2 separate regions of the Mus musculus genome follow, and region 1 is linked to region 2. The links are chromatin contacts, called in public Micro-C maps. All regions are on one chromosome and are shown on one strand. Each heading gives the region's core, a stretch centred on a gene start, on an enhancer-like site or on the middle of the called end of the contact. The rest is flanking DNA. Distances are from core to core; before and after follow the strand shown. Region 1 overlaps Rbm28 (RNA binding motif protein 28). Region 2 overlaps Snd1 (staphylococcal nuclease and tudor domain containing 1).

The links. A called contact is a pair of places that touch in the nucleus more often than the background predicts.
Region 1: a contact with region 2 is called in a Micro-C map of embryonic stem cells, with 2.1 times the contacts expected there. The contact joins two enhancer-like sites. A contact is called at or near these places in 6 of 484 Hi-C or Micro-C datasets (the G1E-ER4 cell line, the N1E-115 cell line, cumulus cells and 2 more), 2 of 115 datasets of contacts at active chromatin or transcription factors (astrocytes and extraembryonic endoderm stem cells) and 1 of 9 other capture datasets (embryonic stem cells).

What each region holds. Positions count from the first base shown.
Region 1 is chr6:29,128,721-29,135,971 of GRCm38.p6, forward strand. It overlaps Rbm28 (RNA binding motif protein 28), which reads right to left. Exons shown (of 19, transcript NM_133925.2): 14 at 6,688-6,846; 15 at 2,907-3,056; 16 at 2,547-2,621. Among named protein-coding and RNA genes, the nearest start is that of Gm25589, 19 kb to the left of the region's middle. Within about 2 kb of position 4,566, at least 9 of the 459 cell types and tissues checked have an H3K27ac peak or open chromatin away from gene starts, as enhancers often do. A contact at or near this core is called in embryonic stem cells, where this site is marked.
Region 2 is chr6:28,547,506-28,554,068 of GRCm38.p6, forward strand. The region is part of intron 10 of Snd1 (staphylococcal nuclease and tudor domain containing 1); the gene reads left to right. Among named protein-coding and RNA genes, the nearest start is that of Snd1, 70 kb to the left of the region's middle. Within about 2 kb of position 3,261, at least 23 of the 459 cell types and tissues checked have an H3K27ac peak or open chromatin away from gene starts, as enhancers often do. A contact at or near this core is called in embryonic stem cells, where this site is marked.

The sequences.
Region 1 (7,251 bases), core at 3,316-5,815, 580 kb after region 2:
TGAGATTTGCTTGCTAGGAAAGCAGCAGCCGAGGAGGGGGCTGGCATGAGCTTGGTCAGGGAGGAACTTGTCCCCCAACATAGCAAACAGTTTTCAAGCTGTCTAGTGACACAGCTGCTAGGCAGGAGCCAAGACAGGAAACAGAAACAGGCAGCAAGCAGTAGCCCAATGTTCAAAAGCCAGTAACAAGAAACAATTGTCAATGGTGAAACACAGGCCAGGCATGACAATGTACACCTAGAATTCTAGGCACTTGGAAGGAATGAATGGATCAGGAGTTTGAGGCCAGCTTAAGCTATGAGAGACCCTGTTTCAAACGACACCTGCCCTCCACCAAAGTATAACACACAAAAGAGGTGAACGCAAGCAGAAGGAACAAAACAACTCAAAACTACTTAATGTAATTCAGCTAGAAAAATGTAAGACCCATGACAGACATTAAGCCATAGGCCTAAGGGCCAGGAGAAAACCAATAAAATAAACACCCCAAACTCCACAGCTGGATTTATCAGTCTCATTGCAATAAACTATGAAGCCAAGAAGGTAACATGAGGTAGTTGAAGTTCCAGAAGATGAAATTACCAATCTAGAATTCTCTACCCAACGAAATTATCTTTCACAAAGGTGAAAGAGACTCTCAGTAAGAAAGAGTAGGGAGGGAGGGCTGGAGAGATGCTCAGTGGCTAAGAGCACTGGCTGATCTTCCTGATCAGCACCCACATGGTGGTCGCAACCATCTGTAATGGGATCTGATGCCCTCTTCTGGTGTGTCTGAAGACAGTCACAATGCACTCATATACATAAAATAAATAAATATTTTTTTTAAAGAGGAAGGAAGGAAGGAAGGAAGGAAGGAAGGAAGGAAGGAAGGAATTGTGACCAGGAACTGGCTTTTCGAGAAATGCTAAACAAATTCCTCCAGAGAAAGGAAAGGCATAGATTCAAAACCTAGGTTAGCATGAAAAAGGGAAAAGTGTCAGAGCGGGGGCCAGTGAAGTCAGGACGGCAAGAGGAGGCTGGAGCTTCGGAGGAAGATAAGGTGAAGGGCTACCAGCATGGAAGCAGCAGGGTGAGAATGCAATGTCCTCCGCAGGCTCACAGCCTGGCCCTGGCTCCAGCTGTCTCTCTGCTCTGGTTGTAGGATGAGGATGTGATCTCTCAGCCTCCTCCTCTGTGGTCTTACCCTTTGCTTGTTGCTATGCCTCTCTGCCATGGTGGGCTCTTGTCCTTTGGAAGCATGAGGCCAAATAAACTCTTCTTTCACTAAGCTGCTTTTGGTCATGGTGTTGTATCTCAGCAACAGAACAGTAACTAACACAAGACCCATACGTAAATAAAACAAAATAAGAACCAAAAACAACCAAGGAAGTTGATGAAAGCCTGTGTAAGGAGGGAGGGCTTATCTCAGTGGAAGGGTTCATTTGCTCTGAAGAAGAAATGAGTCAGGAGAAAGGTTGTCCAGTATGTATACAAGCACAGGGAACAGACTTCAAAGAAAGTGACTGCAGCTTCAGAAACACCCCAAGCAGTAGCTAAAGGCAATTTGTTATGTCCAAGAGTGAGACTCCAGGTTCTCCAACAGAGGTCAGTTTTAGCCACGGCTACCGTGTGTTTAGCATACACTGAACACTATGAATGTTCTCTATGCATGCAAAGGGTAGTAGAGTATTGATGAGTGCTATAAGAATTATGGACCTGCAAATAATCTGGCCTAGCACGTACGCCCCAAGGGAAGATGGGTAAGAGAGTAGTGACTGCAAGCTGAGCAATGGTATATGCGCTCATGTAAGCACGTCCCTCTTTGTGTGAGGAATGCGGATGTTATTAACCCACTTATAAACTGAGGTTCAGAGAAGGAACTTGCCAGGGAAAGTAGCTAAGAAAGGAGAGCTTACAGCTCCTGATCTTCCTTCTCCCTACACAAGTTGAAAATGGTCTAAAACTAGCAGCTGTGCTGAGACTGGAGGATTTTGAGTTCAAGGCAAGGTTGAACAAAACAGGGAGACGCTGTCTCAGATGATGATGGGGATTCTGGAACTCAGCCTCTGTCACTTGTCTTGACATGGCCCACACACTGTGCAGAAACTCATGTAGATCACAATATTGGTTTGCTTTTCTTCCCCTTTCCTTCTCCTATGCAGCACTCAGGAGAGGGACAGCAAAGAAAAAAACCACCAGAGAGAGTCTTAGGAAACGGAGTAAACTCCTACTTGGCAGAAGCACAAAGTGGAAAAGAGGACGTTTAATTAAGCCCCTGAAAAAAAAAAAGGCTGGGCATGAAGGCACACACCTTTAGTCCCAGTTGAGGCAGAGGGATCTCTGTGAGTTCTGAGTTAGTCAGAGCTAGAGACAAGGGCCAGGAAGATGGCTCAGCAAGTAAAGGCACTTGCCACCAAGTCTGATGGCCCCAGGATACACATGCTAGAAAGAGAGAACCGAGTTCCCCAAGTTGTCTTCTGACCTCTAGAATCCATGGCACAGGTCCATAGGCACACACGGACACAGACAGACACACGACAAAACCAAACCCAATTTAGGTTCCATACCAGGCTGCGTTGGATCCTCAGCTCCTTCACTTTAAGTTTCCTTCGGTCTTCTAAAGAGAACTCCACTATGGGTCTCTGGGAGGAAGAAAACGCCATTCCTAAGACTTTACAGTCTGTGAGGGCAGTGGGCCCAGGTGCTCCTCTGCCCGCTTCTCCTTCTGTCAGCTTTGAGGCTGTTTCTCATGTCTTCTCCAAAGGCCAGTTCTGCAGGCAGTGTGCCCAGTCTCGCTCTTCAGGAGCCTCTCACCCAGATTCACCATCTCTTGTCCCCACCTCCACCCTGCCCACCCGGTGCTCCTTCCCACCACTCACATGTCAGGGACTCTGGGAAAACAGGTCTCTCTGAAGCAGGAGACTCACCTTTTGGGACCCAAAGATCTCTGGGTTGTTGTTGAAGTGGCGGAGGGCTCTGAGGGCATGCTCATGCTTTTGGAACTCTGCAAAGGCATAGCCCAGGGACTGACCCTTCATTTTCCCATGAACTCCTTTAAGGTCCCGCATGACTCTACACTATGGATAGAAAAAGAAAGAAAAGAAAAACAAAACAGTAGTTATGAATAAGAAATAATGTATTTGTTTGCCCAGAGAAAAATGTATTTGTTGCAGTAAATCTCCAACCCAAATATGCCCCAGCAATGAAAACACAACTCAATTAATATGAAATACATGCTGTGCACTTAGGTTGGGCAGATCTACTGCTACACTGCCATCTTCCACATCTAAGGGTCTCACAGATGTGGAAGATGGTAGTGTGGTGGTAGATCTGCCCACCTATGAACTTGCCCTTTAGAACTTGCGGTTTCTCCAGGCCACGGGCTTCTGCTCCGCCTTCCCTCTTCCCATCCCCCTCTGCCTCTGCGTCCTCTCTCTCTGAAACCTCCTTCTTCTCCCAACTTTCCACTCCACCTTCCTCTTTTTCTGCCCAATCTTCAGCTCTCCTTTGTTTTACAAATTAAGGTGGGAAGCAGGTTTACAAGAAACCACCTGAGTGTTGACTCATTCCGTGTTCACAGCTACTCACAGGAGAATGGAATTAACATCAAATATAATTAGCCCCAGGGCTATCCAAAACATGTATTTTATTTTTTAAGATTTATTTTGTATTTTTTAAAATCTTATGTGTAGGTGTATGGCCATGTGTATGCATGTGCACCTGAATGCAGTGCTCATGGAATCTACAAGAGGGCAACAGATTCTCTGAAACTGGTCCTGTGTAAGAGCAGTATGTACTTAACCACTAAGCCATCTCTTCAATGCCCTGAGAAAAATCTGTAATACTTCACTGTTCATAATGCATGTAATGAGAGGTGCGTGACTCTTCAGCGTCTCAGCATGTTACTGCTGAGAACAGAGAACTGTCCAAAGACTCGATCCCTGAAGGAAGGAAATTAATGGAGACGGGAGGAAAGAAAACCTGATGGTTTTAGACTTAAAAAACATGTCCTGACATGGGATAAGCCTCAGAATACAGGCAGCTTCAGCTGTTCGGGGTTAGAGTCAGAAACTCTTTGATGCACTTTTTTCTCTAAATGCCAGGATACCGTAAATATCCTTAGGGTCATGAGGAGCACAGAAAATAATTTGAGAAAATACACCACTTATACAATATTACTGCCTGGAGCAGCATGCTGTTCTTCTGTAGCGGAGGAGTCTAAGTATGAAAGCCACAAGCATAGTACAACGGCTCCGTGCATAGATCCTACTCTGTCCACTGCAGAGGAGAAGAAAGAATTCCTGACTTCAATACGCTCACTCGCTTAAAATATCATTCAAGACATCTCACAAATGAAGGACATAAGGGGAAAATAAAATGCTTTTGTCATGATTCCTGGGGAGACGGAAACTAACATCTACTACCCAAGACAGGAACCAAAGATGTCCGTCTTTTGTCAAGGCAACACCAAAGCCAGCTGCCGAGCCAGACTTTACCGGGGTGACTTACAGAAGCAGAAAGGACTCAAAGACAGCTCCACCACCAGAAGCCCACGAGCTGAGCTCACACGCTGAGCGCCTGCAGTTCACTGCACAGCCTGAAGGCAGCTCAACAGGTCAGTGTCTTTTCTGGGTAGCTCAATGGTCTGGGCTTATCAGGTCTCAGCCTCTCCCCAGGAGCTTGGCTGCTGGGCCTCTTCTAGGCTTCAGCCTGTTTGAGAGTCCGTCTTAGCAGTCCCTACCGCTTATATATGCTTGAGGAGTAAGAGGTCTAGAGTATCCAGTCAGGCTCAGAAATGTCCTGAGCCTTTCTAAGCTTACCAACCCACCTTCCTCCAAGATGGAGGCTTTATCTTAGAGGAAATAGTTACACAACCAAAACATAGACTGTACAATGTAGAAGTGCGCTAAACTGTAATGAGTTCAAAATGGGCATACATTAAATACTGTGGGTACTCACCACTAACTGTGGTGTCAGACACGCTCTGACACATTACTGTTCTCTCATGCTATTTCCTCAATACCAAGGAATATGTTAAAGAGGCCTCAGGGTACTAGGCATACAGTTTACAGCTATAAAACAGCAAAGCACACCTACAATATTGGCAATGGCATTTTTAAATGTAAAGATGAACAGATTATGCCAAGTATCTCCAGGATTGGGGATAATGAGATACTATCTATCCTCAAAGAGCTCAGCTTGTCTGGAGAAACCACCAAGTCTGAGGCCAGTATAGAGGTTAACAAACGGTAAGGCCTTCAAAAGAGACAGAGCTGAACTGAATGCTAGTGTGAACTCATAGTCTTCTAACTCAACTGAAGACATGCACAGTCAACATGAAGACTGTGCTTACGGCGGAGTAATATTGAACACACAGTCAATGCTACCGTAGGAGCTAGGGGAAAGGCACAGGGGCACAGTGCTTGCCCTGTGTGATGGTTTGTATATGCTGGGCCCAGGGAGTGGCACTACTGAGGTGTGGCCTTGTTGGAGTAGGTATGTCACTGTGGGCGTGGGCTTTAATAACCTAGTCCTAGCTGCCTGGAAGCAGCCTTCAGATGAAGTTGTAGAACTCTCAGCTCTGCCTGCACCATGCCTGCCTGGATGCTGCCATGTTCCCTCCTTGATGATAATGGACTGAACCTCTGAACCTGTAAGCCAGCCCCAATTAAATGTTGTCCTTTATAAGACTTGGTCATGGTGTCTGTTCACAGCATTAGAACCCTAACTTAATGTCTTAAGTAGGAGAACCTGAGTTCAGATTCCGAGAACCAATGTAAAAGAACCACTAGGCATGGTGGTGTCTGTAGTCTCAGTGGCCCTGTGGTGGGATAAGGAGCTTCTGTAGAAACAGAAGCTCTAAGAACAGTAAGCATGGCTGTGCAGGGAACCAGAGCCTGACTCCAGGGGGACCGTGAGGACTGTCCTGACATCTCCGTGTGTGCCCTGCATGTGCTCTGTGTACTTCCTCTCTCCTCCCTCTCCCTATTTTCTTCCCTTTTCTCCTCTCCTTGTCCTTCCCCCCCTTCCTCTCCCTCCCTTTCCCTTTCTTTCAAATATATGCATGTGTATGCACGCAAACACACACACACACACCCCACCCCTCTTTTAGGAACCAAACCATATAAATTGTATTCTCTGCAACAAACTTTGCATTATATTATTTATATAAATCTGACCACACAGCAGGTATTGAATAAATGCTTGCTAAATTAATTCATGACAGAGTTCCTCACATTTTGCTGTAATTTAGTCAGATATGAAAGACAGTCCTCTGCTGGGCGGTGGTGGCGCACACCTTTAATCCTGGCAGTTGGAAGGCAGAGGCAGGTGGATTTCTGAGTTCAAGGCCAGCCTGGTCTACAGAGTGAGTTCCAGGACAGCCAGGGCTACATAGAGAAACCCTGTCTTGAAAAACCAAACAACAACAACAACAACAAACAAAAACAAACAAACAAAAAACCAAAAAGAAAGAAAGAAAGGAAGGAAGGAAGGAAGGAAGGAAGGAAGAAAGGAAGAAAGGAAGGAAGGAAGGAAGGAAGGAAGAAAGAAAGAAAGAAAGAAAGAAAGAAAGAAAGAAAGAAAGAAAGAAAGAAAGAAAGAAAGACAGACAGACAGTTCCCAGAAGAAAACCTGTTGACTTGCTGGCACCACAGCCTGAAATGAATGCTCGTGCCTGAAGGCTGTGCATGGCAAGGCATCACTCACCTCCTTAATTCGAACCCCCTTCTCTCCTCGAGTGGCCTCCAGCAGCAGCTTCCTTAGCTGTTTATCGTCCACAGCCTTTGGGAGATTGTGCAGGCAAAGCCTGGTCTGCGAGACAAAGATATTCTGGTTCTTGAGTTTCTGATGTTTCAGTAGCTCAAACTGGGAGAAGAGAAAAAGACAAGCTCTTAACATACAGCACATCTGTTAGGCAGGCTCCGAACTGTCCAAAAGAAGAGAATCGTAACCCCATCCCATGGCCACAGTGCGCCTGCCTGCCTGCTGCCTTACAGTACCCAGCAGAGAGAAAAGCAGGCCCAGGGAGGCGAATGGTCATGAACTCCAGAGTCAGAGCTGAACCAAAAAGTCATCCATTTGGAGAAATCAAATGACATTTTAAGATTCAATTTTTCATCTATAAAAGTGGAACTACAGGTCAATATTCAACTCTCGGCATGGACATGAGGCCAAATGAGATTAAAAACAACAAGCTGGGCAGTGGTAGCGCACGTCTTTAATCCCAGCACTTGGGAGGCAGAGGTAGGTGGATCTCAAGAGTTTGAGGCC
Region 2 (6,563 bases), core at 2,011-4,510:
TGTTTTCTATCAAAATGAATTTTTTCTTCTTCTACCCAACCCCCTTCCTTTTCTCTTCACTTCTGAGATCTTACTCCATTTTAAGAAAGTTCTAAGTAAGGCGTAGCTATAATAGTCAGCAACATATGGCTTTTGAGAGAAATGAAGACTGATTGTCATTATTTGTTCATTAAATTCTTCTGGGAGAATGTAGGAAGGGATCCCGTTAGAGATCAGTGATAGAGCACACTGCACACACACACATGCACACACACACACACACACATGCACACACATGCACACGCACACACCAGCCCCAGCGTGGAGGTGGAGGGTACTCTGTAGGACTCAGGCATGCTTGCTCTTCTGGTACTTTTCTAAGAAACTGATACACGGGGATTCAAGGATGAGAAGTAAGCACATAAGGGGAAGGCCAGACCAGCCCTGTCATGGAAGGCACACAAACCAGTTATATTTGTTGCCTTAAATTTTAGCTAGCTATATTTAAACTAAAATATATTAGCTCATATATATATATATGCATGCATATACGTGTATATATATGTGTACATATGTATGTATATATATATATATTTGTTAAAACATGTATAGAATATTCCATCAACATTTAATGAATACTAAAACATTAATGAAATAGACTGTCCTCCTCCCCTACTAAGACCACGTTTTACACTTATACCCATCACAGTTCTTTCTAGCATCGTTGAAGGTTTTAGTGGCTGATAGGCAGCTGTTGATTTTTGTTGTTTTTTATGGACAGCACATCTGGAGAAGCTGAGGTGAGTGGGTTAGTCACCATCAGTATTTACTTGCTTTCTGATACAGTTCTGGGATGTGAAACCTTCTCATGAACTTTGAAGCATAGTAGAAGCACATGAATAATTTCACTGCTACAAAAAGTTTCAAGTTTAGGAAGAATGCATAGTCTGAGAGTTTCTTTGAGGAAATGACATTTAAAACATTGATGACAATCGGGTGAGTTTGGGGGAACCAGAGAATGTACAGCCCCCGAGGACAGTGTGTGAGTGGCATGCCACCTGAATGACAGGAAATTACAGGCAGGGCCAGGACATGTATGTGTCCTGTGAACATTTCCGGACATGAAATGAGGGCCTTGATGATGAATAGTAGAGCAGGTAGCTAGGTGCGAGGGTACGAAAACAAGAGCCCTTGGTTGGTAAGCAAGGGTCAGAGGTCAAGAGTTTATGCTATGTTTTAAGTTTTGTCTTGACGAATTTTAAGCCGAGGAGAAAGATGTGTTTAGAGTTATGAACTATTATGTCAGTGATTTGACTTACAAGATATGAAAGTAATTTACATTTGTACAAAACTAATCTATTAGGAGTAATTGTGGATTTTCTTTTGATAAGCCTTAATTGACCAAGTACCTGGGGAGACTGTGACAAACGAGAGCTGTAGCTGTGCCTCCAGCAGTCCCTCTGGGTCCTGGAGGGTTCAGAGGATTTTCCTTCCTCCTTAGAAGAATTCCCACGAGCTCTTACGAAGAGCATGAGATTCTCTTCAACATTTATTCTAAAGTTTACAAAGATTTACAGTATGGGTATAGGAAGAAAACTTGTCTCTAGTTCCCAATGGTGCTGTAATTTATATAGATGTTGAAGCTTGGGCAGCAGACATAACTAAGAAGCCCAAATTGAGTATTCAAGGTAGAAGCAGGCATAGTGGTATACACCTTAAATTCCAGCCTCTTGTAGGCAGAGGTAGGTGGATCTCTGTGCATTCGAGGCCAGACTGGTCTATATACAGAGTTCCTGGACAGTTAGCATGTCAGGGCTACATAGAGAGGAAAAAAAATAGTTCTCTTTTGTTGTTGTTGTTGTTGTTGTTGTTGTTTGTTTTTTAACTTAAAAATATTCAAAGTAGAGCTCTTACTGAGGTTTAGTACCTGTGCTAGTTCATTTGGTATGTTAGTACAAATCAGAAAGGGATGTCCTTTCCCCTAGAGCCTCAGCTCAGTCAGGGCTTGGCACACAGAGGGGAAGCTGAATTTCAGCTCCTCTTCTGTCTCTGTCCCTTTGGCTCGATGCCCTTGTGTAAGATGCAGCTTGCACAAGAATATATTCCTGCCCTAGTTAGACCAAGATCTGGTAGGCTCTCCAAGGAAAAGATGGTGTATTGTTGGGAGATGGGGAGTAGCCCTGTAGTCTCAGAAACCCCGAATGCTAGGATGGTTTGGGGATGAAGGTATGTGGTAGGTGGATTGTACCAGGCCTCCAGGCATGCACTTGGGAAATTACCTTTTGTGTAAGTAACCAGGTACTTTCTCGAGGGTCAATGGCTTGGAAATGGAGAAAGGTATAATCCAATTGCTTATGGTATGAGCACTCTTAAGCAAAAGAGCCATGTGGGAGAGAATGCAGATGCAGAAGCTGGAGGATAGATAACAGAGGAGACTTGAGTGAGCAGTGTGATGGGCAGGCAGATGGCCTTAGCAATTCCTGCCATACGGCCGGCTGACCTGAGCTCCAGATGAGGACCCAGTGATGTTACTTTTAGAAAAGTATGTGGCACATTCGCTTCACTGTTTCTCTTCCTCCTTCCCTAGAAATTTTAGTAGTCTATCATTAGTTAAGCACATCTTCTGGACAACATCTAGAAATAGCATGGCAGTGGGGTGTGGGTGTGGGGGCTCTGGGGTGGGGTGGAGTCAGGGTGGTGTAATAGGAAAAATTGGATGGGGGGGGTACCATTTCTTAAATTTTACAGGGAAACAAGGTTTTGCCCAGGGCTAACTGTACTTTCTCCCTTCTGCTCTGGTTATTTTCTAATTGAGCTAGACGAAGCATTTAAAACACCAGAGCAACTGTTTTTTCTCCTAGGGCTTTCCTGGATTGCCTGGCAGATCCTGTGTTGTGATAGGAGTGTGGTTCGTGGTGGCTGGTGGGATGGGAGGATTAAATGCATGAGTGTGTGTAGTTAGTAGTCCCTCAAGCATTCGGGTGGGTGTGACTGCAGGTGTTGGTCTTGCTTCTGGATGGTTCAGGGTGAATCTAGTGTCCGCTCTTAGGAGCTATGCACTCCTTCAGGCTGAAAGCCTGTTTACAACTTACATGTGATGCTCTTGTGAACCTGCACAGGCATTGGGGTTTCTCTAAAGGCAGAGCTTGCTTTATCCAGTTGTTTGCCATAAAGAAGTAAGTCTTAGAGAAAGGCTCTGGCTTTTCTGAGCTGCTGCCTTGAAGGAGATAGTACATTGTGCAATCTTAGGGCTTCCTAGGGAGCTCTTGGCTTTGATCTGAAACTGGAAAGCCTAGTGCTCCATAGCCCAGAGCTTCCATAGGCTTTGTGTTACACTTGGAGTGTTAATGACAAAGGAAACAGCCCCCAGGCATCCAGTGCAGGGGCTGACTTATTTCCTCCTGAAGTCTGCTCTTGGAGTGCTATTGTAGTTGTTGGCACAGAGAGATGGAGCTGAAATTTACCTAAAAAACAGGTAGAGTGTTTGCTCAGCCCCGGGTGTTTCGTGGATTACGTTTGCTTTTGGTTGCAGAGCCTCTTCTCTGGCTCTGTTGTGCAGTGTGTCTGGCTCTCCCTTTTCTCCCTTGGACTCTGTCTCTGGCTTGGTACTCAGGAAAAGTGGAAGTCCAAGGGTAGAAGCTGGTCCTGTACTGCTATTGCTGTCTGTTCATTTCCATTCCCTGTCCTTGAGCTTCTTCACTCTGAACTCACCATAAAGATTCTTTCACATCACGGCCTGTAAACATTCAGGCCTGGGCAGTGAAGGGTCTTTCTAAGCTTGTGTCCTTGCTGCTTTTACTTTGGGTGTCTCTCCCAGGTCTGTGCCCCCTGGGATTCTTGGACAGGCACTTTGGCAGAGAGGAACTGCAGGTAAGTACATTACTAAGGATGCCCTGGAAATCTCAAAAGCTTTTTTTCAGAGGCAAGGCTGATTCAGGTTCTGATAACTCCATCTGTTGTGTAGGACCCTGGTGTGCTTTGCCATTTAGACACAGTTACAAGTGGTTCTCAGCCCATTCCCTCTAGTTTTGACTTTTGAAAGAAAGATGAGTGGTCCTTCTGGATCCTCAGTCAGACCATGTGGCCACTAAGATGCATACCAAGAGAAAGCTGTGAGGTTAGAGTCCCTAAGCAAAGTACGGGCAAACCAATAAACCCGGTAACTGTGATCTCAGGCTTGTAACTGGAAACATAAGGCAAACAGCAAATTAGAGAGGGACTCCAGCTTGGCATTAAGGACCTTGGAGACAAGCAAAAGCTCTTTGAAATGGATATAGCATTCCACCCGTTTCCAATGGAGAGATTTGGGGACTGCGGCAGTGTGATCAAAAGACATGGAACGTGTCAGAGTGCTGGCAGAGGCTTTCTGTACCCGGTTCCAAATTGTTTGATCTGGGCATTTTTGAGATGAACACTTGAAACTTCCTTTATTGAAGGCTGAAAAAAATTTCTATTAGGAAATGGGCATAACTCACCTATTTAAGATTCCAAAATGTGCATGTGCTGTTTTTGAGATTACTATCCAGGTGCCATCACTTAAATCACTGCTGTGATCTGCTTCTCAGCTGAGAGGTCACTGGCCAGCAAGGCTGGCTCCTTGTGATGAGGTCAAGACACTGAGTATCTAGACAGAGCAGTTTCCTAAAATGGACACGCCACTGATCTTGGTCGGGATATTTTAAACTGGAAAAGACAGCATGTGCCTGTCTTGTTGCATTTGATTTCTTTCTTCTCTGTCTTACAAATTATATTTCCTTCCATTCCTTGAGCCAGAGATCCCCTTGCCTCTTTCTTTCAAATCATATTTGTGGGATTTTAACAACCTCCTGGTGGGACTTGGTGGTTAATCCCCCGAACCTTGTGCATTTACCTTTTCCAGCCCATCTCTCTTTTCTCTGTTCCTTTAATCATCACTATCACACAGTTGTAACATTTTCAACTTATCTAAATCTTGCTCATGCTGTGTGTTCATGTTTCTTTCCACTTCTCAGTCTCGTTGAGCTGTAGTGATTCTCTGTTGTTTCTGGAGTTGGCGGCACCATCATTTACTGTTCTCTGACCTCTCTCTGTGCCCTCTGTCTTGCTCAGGTTCTTAAGAATCCTGTTAGGTCAGAGACTTCTTTCTGTACACACAGGCCCTTCCTTCTCTCCAGCATGATACCTGTTGATGTGCATGCCTGCTTTTCTCTGTGAAGTCTAAGCACCGCTGAGGGCAGGAATGCCATTTCTCATCTTTATCTCCCCTTTCCGAATCTTGTAGAGAGTACTATGACCATAGTAGACAATTATCAAATGTTTAAATCATGTCTGCTGAGGCATGAGAAGTAATTTCATAGATTGCTTTTGAGTGGGCATCATTTTGCCTACTCGAAACCCTCTGTTAATCTCTGGATGCCTCTGCTAGCTCTGTTCAGCTGGGGCTCCTGTCCTGGGTTCATAAGTCCCAGGAGGGCGTCTTTGCTTCCCTGGTTTCTCCCTTCCCTCTTAATTGCATTGCTTGGTTTTGCTGGATAGTTTACACCTGGATTAGATGTTGGCAGCTACATCATTTCCCCACTCTGTTTTAGCCTAACTTCTGCCATTGCTTAACCAGCCCTGCCTCTTTCTGTATGGTTTCCCCTTAATGTACATTCTTTTAGCACAGTGTAGCTTGAGTTCAATCCACCCAGCGGGGTTATTTTCAGGATTTTACGTGTCTTTGAAGATCAGTCCCTATTTGACTCTGTCTTTTAACACCTCTGTTCTTACTCAGGGTTTTCCAAATGTCTTCTCTCGGGTATGTTGATTCATCGACGTCTTTAGGTGGACTTTTTACTCAGGGCTGTTTTTTTCCCTCTTCTGTTGTCGACCTTGCTGGTTGTCAGATTATTTCTTTGCTGGAACTAATTTTAAAATCAATTAGAGAGCTTTTCCCGTCATCTTTCTCTCTTTATTTATGAGGTGCTGATTGCAGAACTACCTACACTGTGTTTAGATAAATTACTTTTTTTTAAAAAATGTAACATTTATATTCAAGGCAAGTTTAGTGCAGCCATCCAATGCTTTGCAGTTTTGCAGGCCAGAGCTGTAGGCTTCATTCCTTGGTGGGCTAATTAGCTTTGGGCTGGGAGAATTTTTGTTCTGTTTAGAAACCAAACATTTAAGTTCCTCATGTATTCTAGACTCTGTGGTTCTGAGGAATTGTTTTTATTAACAAGATGTTTATAATTTTAGGCGTGTGCGTGTGTGTGTGTGAGTGTGCGTGTGCGTGTGAGAGAGTGTTGGCCAGCAGGTGGATGGTGGATGGAATGATGGATGGTGGTGCTTTGCCCCCACTGTTCTCAGTAAAGGCTTTTCAGCGCTGACTAGAAAGGGAAGCTGAAGGACACAGATGCTTGCTCTTTCCCCAGCAACTGACAGGCCTATTGGTTAGGCATATTTTTGGTGTCACTTTTCATTTTAGCCTTTCTTTGAATATTTGCAGTCATTTTATAGGGCGTTCACATTTTATAGTTCTAATCCACCCACTATTATGCTGTGTAGCTGGATTGGCTTACAGAATCTTATTTATGTCCACCTTGGTGGAGGGCTGCTTTGCAACCAGA